Linked DNA regions of Mus musculus: region 2 is linked to region 1. A link is a contact called in public promoter capture Hi-C data. All regions are on one chromosome and are shown on one strand. The core of a region is the stretch at or near the end of the contact, and the rest is flanking DNA. Distances in the headings are between cores, read along the strand shown. Region 1 holds the start of Iqca (IQ motif containing with AAA domain). Region 2 holds the start of Col6a3 (collagen, type VI, alpha 3).

Region 1 (4,093 bases), core at 850-3,349:
ATGGATGAATAGCTGAGGACCCACTGTTTTGGTCTCACAGAAACCCAAAACTTTAACCAAGACAAGTGTTGGTACCCACACTGAGATTGAGACCTTCAGCTGTTTGTCCCCTCGTCAGGGCTACTTAGGGCCTGACCCATAATCATTTGACTTCTCAAAGGCACCACCAGGAAAGGTGAAGCGGTTCCCATCTTTACAAGGTGGGAAACTCCAGGTGGTCTTCGAAGACCAAACAGCTAGTGATACACATCAACTCCAGTGTCTATTTGAGTGTGGCCTTGAAACTAGTTGCTTACACCCCCGGCTCTCAGTTCCACCTTACATAACTGTCCAGTGAGGTGGTGGCCAACGTCACAACACTGTGCCTGACACCCTAGCGTCAAACTCGGAGCTGCGTGCACTATTTGCTATCTGAGCACCGTGGTCAAGCACTTTGTTTTGATGAGCTTGTGTGTGTGTGTGACTTGCATTGACTTCATACAGCAGCTGGCACTGCCCTCTCCCAGCTGAGCGCTGACTGAGTTATTCCTTCTACCTCCGCCTGGGAATGCAAGTAGATCAAGGTAATTTATGAAAGCTCTTATGGTCAAGCTGTGGGGTCCTGAGTTCTCTCTTGACATTTAACACGCTAGTTAAGGTCCTGATGGTTTTCCTATTTGAGCACTAAGTGGCTCCCACTCTCCCCTCGAGAGCTTTGCACTTTGTATTTGGCACTGAAAGCACTTGTTGCTGACAGCCAGCATGGCTCCTGGTGTTGTCTTGCCATCTCTTGGTTCTCCCAGAACATAGCAAGAAAACTCTCTCTCCCTCCCTCCCTCCCTCCCTCCCTCCCTCCCTCCCTCCCTCCCTCCCTCCCTCCCTCCTTCTCTCTCCCTCCTTCTCTCTATTTCCCCCATCCCACCTTAGATGTCTCTTTGTATTTCCATGAATTGTGGGCGGGCACATAGATAAAGGCCAGAATCAACATCAGGTTTCTTCCTGGACTGCTCTTCACCTCATTTATTTTTTCAGATGGAGTCTCTTCCTGAGCCTGGAGCTCACAGAACAGACTAGATCGGCTAGCAGTGCACACCAGGGATCGTCTTGTCTGCACAGGCTTCAAAGATGTGTGCCACAGAACCTGGCTTTTCCCCATGGGTGCTAGGGATCAAAAGTCAGGCCCGCATATTTCTCCCCCAAGGAATTAACCAATCTCCAGAGCCCTAGAAGCTCCTCCTCCCCCGCCCCCCAGGAACACCAGCTAACCCTTTTGAGCAGCCCATGAGTCTCCATCTTACCCAGCCACAGTCACTATGGCTGATTCCGGCTCCTCGAAGTCAGGACATGCTGAGTTGTGCCTGGCCTTTCTCAGCTTTTCCCAATTCCTTTCTCTGTTGAACCCTTTCATCAAAAAAACATCCCTGGGACCCTTGGTGTGTTGTCTGGCTGGCTGCTTTCTCCACAAAGACTTGGGGAACTGGGCCTAGCATAAATCAGGACTCCATTGCAGCCTCTAGATGGAGGTTCATACTGCTACAGGGTTGGGGAGAGGTTCGTACCTCCTTTGTTCCCTCCCTCGATAATGGTCTGTGGTTTGGGTCTGTTGCTTCCTGCGTTGGCTCTCCTCTTTCCCCTCTCCCTCTTCTCCACTTTCCCCCCACATTTTCCTCCCTCCCCGAATCCTGTCTCTCTATTGTGCGATTCAGGGCATGCCCCTAAAGGAACTGCAGATTCTTTGTAAAGTTTGCCACTAAATTTTAACGTTAACTAAGAATGAAAACTAAGAAAAGCCTTTTTGCGGGTCGCTGACGGCTCACATAAACAGGGCACTTCTCTTTTATGGAGTGCCGGCCTCTGCGCTTGCCAAAGTGCGCAACTTCTGCACCCACTCTGAAGATGGGAAGATGTCAGAGACTCCAGACAGAGACAAAGCAGGACCTGGAGAGCCGGACGTAGCTCCTCCCACCCGGTCAGCTGCAGAACTTGCCTCGCCCCTAGCTCCTCGCGCCCTGCCTTGCAGTTGCCACGGAAACGGAAACATAAGCAGGCACTGCTCAGATGTAGAGTTCCTGTTGCTAGGGGCCACCTGAAGACGCTCTAGTGGGAGAAGTGGGGTTCCAGAGCCCGAGGCAGCAACCGGAGCGAGGGAATCCCAGTCAGAGCCTGCTCTCCAGGAGGGTGGCCACAGGTCACCAACCCTGCCAAGCCTCTCCCTGCCCTAAGAGACAGGCTGTCCTCAGTCCCTGTTCCTCCCTCCAGAGGAATCCCCAACCTCTGAAAACCTCTAGGGGGAGTTCCCCCAACTTCGGCAGTAGGCCAGCCTTTAGAGGCCAAGGAAAAGCTTTCCTGTGGGTGAAGGAAAGACAGAAAGAGGCCAACCATGTCGAACCTGTAAGTGGTGGGTTACTATTGCCTTAGTGGGGGGGTCGCCTGGGCAGGGTGGCTTCTGCCTTTCCCCCTCCCTCCTCCCTCCTCCTTTTTATCTTTTATCAAGTTCAATGTGCCTCAGAAATGACTCTCCCTGTCTCAGCAAGGAACACTAGACTGTTTCCCTCCTTCCCCAGGGGAGGACCTCCAGGCCTTCATCACATGTCATGGGTGACCGAGGTGGCTTTTCTATTAGTCATGAAGGGGTTGCTTGTGGAAACACCAGTCCCTAGATCGAGCTCCAGAAAGATCTGGGGGAAGCAGCAATACCCTATTTCCCAGCCCAACCCCGAGGCTGTTGCCCTGTGTGTGTCTGTCCCCACCCTGTGTACCTGGCTCTGCACTTACTTCACATTGGGAGCACACGGTATGGCTTGACTGGAGTAAGTTTCAGGGCCCAGCCATGGCCACAGCCATCCTGTAAAGCTGTAGCTCTGCGTGCTGTTTCCATCTTGTTGAAGAGACATCCTCATGGGGCAGTGGCTCACAGCGTCAATGTGTAACAGCTGTATACCACAGCTCCAGCTCCAGCTCCAGCCTACCCCCAGCCTCCCAATACTGACTTTCAGGAAACCTAAGCCTGGAAGTGAGGAGTGGGGTGTGGGGAGACCAGGAAAGCAGACTGCATGCATGCAGCCTGTGGAACTCGAAGGAAGGCTGTTGAATATCAGCTCTTAGCTTCATAGAGATGAAGTAGGAACTTGACAGTGTGGACCCAGGATGGTCCATAGGAGACACAGAATAAGTGTAGGTAAGAGGGCGAGCCCGGATCAGCGGGAAGAAGAGCTAGCACGGCAAAGGATCCAAAACCCCTTCCTCCATGGGAAAATGGTGGAGAGAGAGAGAGAGAGAAAGAGAGAGAGAGAGAGAGAGAGAGAGAGAGAGAGAGCAGGCTCTACCCAGTGATCCTGGCATGAGTCTATGAAGAGGCAAGACTGGAAGCCACATTAGCAGCCTAAGGTCTCTGCTCGTAACTGACCGTGGAGTGATGGGCCAGAAAGATCATTCTGGACATGGGAGAGGGGAGCCGGTGCAGTGAAGGCCTGAGAGTTTCCCACAGCAGAAAGGGATGAGGCGGTCGCTGTGACGGAGGACAGGGGAGGCAGGGAGTTTTGAATGGAAAAACTCAGCTTACAGAGCTGGAGAAATGGCTCAGCTGTTAAGAGCATTGTCTGTTCTTCCAGAGGTCCTGAGTTCAATTCCCAGCCACTGCTTGGTGGCTCACAACCCTCTGTAATGGGACCCGATGCCCTCTTCTGGTGTGTCTGAAGACAGCTACAGTTTACCAGTGTACTCACACATACAAAATAAATAAATCTAAAAAACAAAACAAAACAAAACAAAAAACAAACAAAGAAACAAAAATACCCAGTGGTGAGGGAGGAGGAGGAGGCCAGGAGGAAACGCGTGCCACCCTTGATAATGGGAGCCATTGGGAGCACTTGGGCCAGCAGACAGTGTTGGGTATCAGTTTTATTTAACAAAACTGAGTATAGCCAAACATCTGGAGGAAAGGCAAAATAGAGTGTTCTGAGAGAAGGGAATAGGAAAGAGAACACAGAGGGAAGTAATGTCAGCCACTGAGGACATAGAACTCACAGCTAGGAATGAGAAGAGAGGGAGTCTAGAGGTGGTATGGACAGCCAGGAGGTCCCTGGAACAGCAGCACACAGCCATGACAGAAGGC
Region 2 (4,093 bases), core at 494-2,993, 690 kb before region 1:
GGCCTGTCTCAAGGGAATAAAGTAGAGAAGGACACAGCAGGAACCCGTGTTCTTCTCTGGCACCCAAGTGTACCCCTCTTTCCAGTATGAAAGGGTTTCAGGTTGGGGAGGTCCTTGAGGTTTTTGAGAGATGTACTTTAAAGTGCTTTGAAAGGTACAAAGCTCTGTAGAAACCCGTGTTCCCACTGGAGAGTTTCTGTAGGAGTCTGAGCCAGAAAACCGCCCCCACCCCAGTGTGCGCCCAGAAGGAGACCTCACAATCAGGATCATTATGTATAGAACTCTTGCCCTCTTGCCTTTCGCGCTGGCAAACAGAACTCTGGTTAGCGGCAAGCCAAGGAGACGACGCTAATTGCTGGGTTTGATATTTGAAAAGAGAGATTATTAAGCGAGGTCTCAGTTCAGAAACTTCAAGAAGAAATGGGAGGGTGTGGTGAGGGTGGAGGGGGGGAGATTGCATTTCCTGTTTTTCTTTCTGATGGTGGTTGAAAACCATGGATACCCACGGAGAAATTCCAAAACTCATTCTTTTTCCTGCAGAGGCCTGGCCTAAAAGGTGATGGGTAGAAGTGGCAAATTCATTAATTTTTTTGTAGCTATTGAAGTGCATTTAAACTATTTAATTTTTTTTACTTTATGTGTATGAGTGCTTTGTCTGCATTTATGTCTGTATACCGTATGTGCCTTGTGGGCTTGGAGGTCTGATGGGGGTGTCAGATCCCCTGGACCTAGATGGTTGTGAGCTCCCATGTGGGTACTGGGAACTGAACCTAGGTCCTCTGCAAGAGCAGCCACTGAGCCATCTCTTCAGCCCCTCCATCTTTCTCCTCTCCTCTCCTCTCCTCTCCTCTCCTCTCCTCTCCTCTCCTCTCCTCTCCTCGCTTCTCCTCTCCTCTTCTCTGTTCTTCTTTCCCTTCCTCTCTCCTTCTCTCCCTCCTTCCCTTCCTTCTTTCTTGTTGAGATAGGTTCTCTCTGTCTTTATTTGGTACTTACTGATTCAGCTAAATTCACTGACAGTAAGACCCAGGGATCTGCCTTTCTCTGCCTTCCCAGTGATGGTTTGACACCACATTGGCTTTTTCTTTTTTTAAATTTCTAATGTGTATTTTGGGGACAGACCTCAGGTCCTCTTGCTCAGGCATTAAACATTTTATGGCCTCTGGCAGTCAGTCTGTGGGTTGTGACCCTGATGGGGGTCGAATATCCAATTCATAACATTATGATTCGTGACAGTAGCAAAATTGCAGGTATGAAGTGGCAATGAAGTAATTTTATGGTTGGGGGTCAGCACAGCATGCATTAAAGAGTCGCAGCCCTAGAAAGGTCAAGAACCATGGGGCTAAAGCTGTTTCCCCGACTCTTTCGGGTCTCATCTTTACCACACTTTAGTCTTACCTCAGTAACCAATGACTGAAAAATCTAATTCCTTCTAGCTCATGGTCCATTTCCTCCCCCCACCCCCCTTCTTAGAGCTGGAGTTTGCAGGAGTCCAGCTAAATGCTTGTAAGGCAAAGACGGCCTTCATAGGTGACATCAGCTTGCAGAGCAGGCCAGAAGCAACAGAGCCCCAGGTCTGGTTTTCATTTACAGTTTGGGTCTGTCCTATGGCAGGGAGGGGAGAAGAGGGGTTTGGAGGAAGGAAGGAGAAGGAGGAGGAGAAGAAGGCAGGGGAGGAGGGAGAGAGAGGCGGGAGCGAGAGGAGGAGCAGGAGGAAGCCCTGACTGTACCCCTGGACCCTGTCCAGTTTGGAGTTCAGCCTTTCCCCAAAGGCTGCTCAGTTCTCTAGGCTCCAGCTTCCAGCGAGGATTGCAAGAGGAGACTGTGTCTTCTGATCCTGGATCCTCTGTTCCTTGGTGGAGAAGGGTTGCAGGAAGAAAAGGAGACTTAGCAAGAGAGAACACTATGCATCCTGGTGAAGCGTGATTGAGTTTAGAAGCCCAGGGACACGCGTCTTCAGGTCCGCTCAGGGTAAGTGTGAGTTTTTGCTTATTCGTTTCCTCTGTGGCATGAGGGAAACACTTCAATCAGAAGTGAGTTAGTGGCTCTTACGATCACCCCGTCACTCAGTTTTCTGGACATACTTTAGGAGTCTGCTGCTCTTTCTTTCCTTTGTGGCACAAGGGTTTCTTTAACCTGCTGAAGGTCACGGATTGTCCGATTGTGTCTAGGTTTGCTGCTGCGGGGAGTGTCCTGTGTGTCCCTGCCTGCATGCTATGCACTTCTGACTGGTGCTCTCCTCCAGCTGGCTTGTTAAAAGTCGCTTCTCCTTCCCCAGACCAGCTGCTTTGTTTGCAGAGGCATCTGATGGGAGCATAGGGCAACCTGCAGAGTGGACCCCAGAGAGAGCTCATCTCTTTGGGTTCTCCAAGGGTCATGGGTAGGGGTATACTCTTAAGTGCAGAGAGGCTGGTCAGGCAAACTGCTGTCTTCCGAGTTTGGAGAGATACTGGTGCCAGTTGCAGGGCTGGGCCGGAGCTGCTTAGCCATGGCCATCAAGGCTGCTGCTTCATCATTTTAGGTATCTGAAGTCACTGTTGTAGGATTTGTCCTTTGAGGATGCTTAAGGGAACTGCAGGCCTAAAGCATGCGCAATGTGATACTAGAGCAACTTCCCCAGTGGATAAGGCAAAGCTCGGGACTGGGCTGCCGTGGGTTGTCCAGATGAGAGGCCTGTGCCAAGTTGGGAGGCCCAAGGGCTATTCCCTGGCCATGAGGATGCTGGGTGGGGTTCAGGCCCTCTCTCACTGAGGATGGAAGAGAGTTCCTGGATGGTTGCCAGCCCATTTGGGGATCTATTTCAAGCTACCATGGGATCAATGCAAGGGTGGGGCCAATGGGAAGGGTTCATTGGAGTACTGGAGAAAGGCTAAGAAAAATGAATTTCACAAAAGCCCAGGCAAACTTAGGGACTGGTGTGGACTTCAAGAACAAGTTGTATGAGCACCAGTGGGCACACTACACCCTAGAGAAGTCATTTCTCTCCCTACCCCGAGCTGACTCCAGATGAAAACCCCAGAGTCTCAGAGCTTCAAGGGGATTCATGGGACCTGAGGACAGTTCCCAGCTTCCCAGAGCAAGCTGAAATGTGGAAAAGACTTTAAAATAAAAATCATATTGCTTTTAACAAAAACAATATGGGACCAACTGATTGCTGTAGCTTCCACTACTGGGACTTTTTGACTTCTTTCCTGGGTGATTCTGGGCTAGAAGATTCCAGTGCTGTCATCCTTGGCTTATGGGTGAAGAGAGAGAAGCTCTGAGATGCTGGACTACTGGCCGGGCCCACCTGAGTGTCTGACTTTCAGTAGCATCCTTTCCCATTGATGGAGCCATGGAGTTGATGAGCCAGCAGTAGGGGACCCTTTAGATCTCCATGTGGGATGGGCTGACAGACTGATCCCCTCTGAGGAGACTGTTCATCTGTTACAATCTGTTCAAAGCCATAGGACACTTGACTCAGTTTTCACAAAGGTACACAACTCATGGGGAATGAAGGGAGGCCCACGCGGGATTCCACTCAGGAGGCCAGCTTGATGGCACAGAGGGCTTACAGTAATAGCCTGAATTTTGTGCTGTGGGTTTCTGCTGAGGCTGAAGGAATGGGGTGTAGAACTTCTTTGAGAGAGATTTATGATTGGGGACAGTGGTCCAATGTCTGGGCATCTTTCATCAAGCAAAACTTTACATTGTCACAAAGGGAATATTCTCTCTCTCTCTCTCTCTCTCTCTCTCTCTCTCTCTCTCTCTCTCAGCAGAGGAAAGGCATTCAGCTGACACTGGGTGGGGAAGATGGTCAGGATGGGTGACAGAGAATGGTTCTCCTGGATTTTTTCAGTCTGGGAACTAGAGGGTGTGGCCCCAGTGCCTTCCTTGAGGGTGACTGAGGTATCCTTTGGCCTAAGAGCGTATCTTACCTTGGAGGTGTGTACCACACCCCGTTCTGGTGGAGACCGTCAAGCTTGGGAACCTAATGATGTATCTGAGACAAGATAAGCATGGTTCAGATCGAGAACTGTCTGTGTCTCTGCACTGTGCTGTATCCTATGATAACTGCAATTCTGTGACTTCAGACAGTACAATCTACAATGTATCA

What was found. Promoter capture Hi-C pulls out the DNA fragments that hold promoters and counts their contacts.
Region 2: a contact with region 1 is called in a promoter capture Hi-C map of hippocampal neurons, with 2.7 times the contacts expected there. The contact joins the promoter of Col6a3 here to the promoter of Iqca in region 1. A contact is called at or near these places in 1 of 39 promoter capture datasets (hippocampal neurons) and 1 of 115 datasets of contacts at active chromatin or transcription factors (pancreatic cancer cells).

Annotation. Positions count from the first base shown.
Region 1 is chr1:90,151,442-90,155,534 of GRCm38.p6, reverse strand. Iqca (IQ motif containing with AAA domain) reads left to right here and starts at 2,099. Exons shown (of 19, transcript NM_001368722.1): 1 at 2,099-2,370. The coding sequence starts at 2,360. It overlaps 4930434B07Rik (a long non-coding RNA gene), which reads right to left and starts at 2,043. Exons shown (of 4, transcript XR_878374.2): 1 at 1,797-2,043; 2 at 1,278-1,462; 3 at 902-1,140.
Region 2 is chr1:90,841,621-90,845,713 of GRCm38.p6, reverse strand. It overlaps Col6a3 (collagen, type VI, alpha 3), which reads left to right and starts at 1,743. Exons shown (of 44, transcript NM_001243008.1): 1 at 1,743-1,968.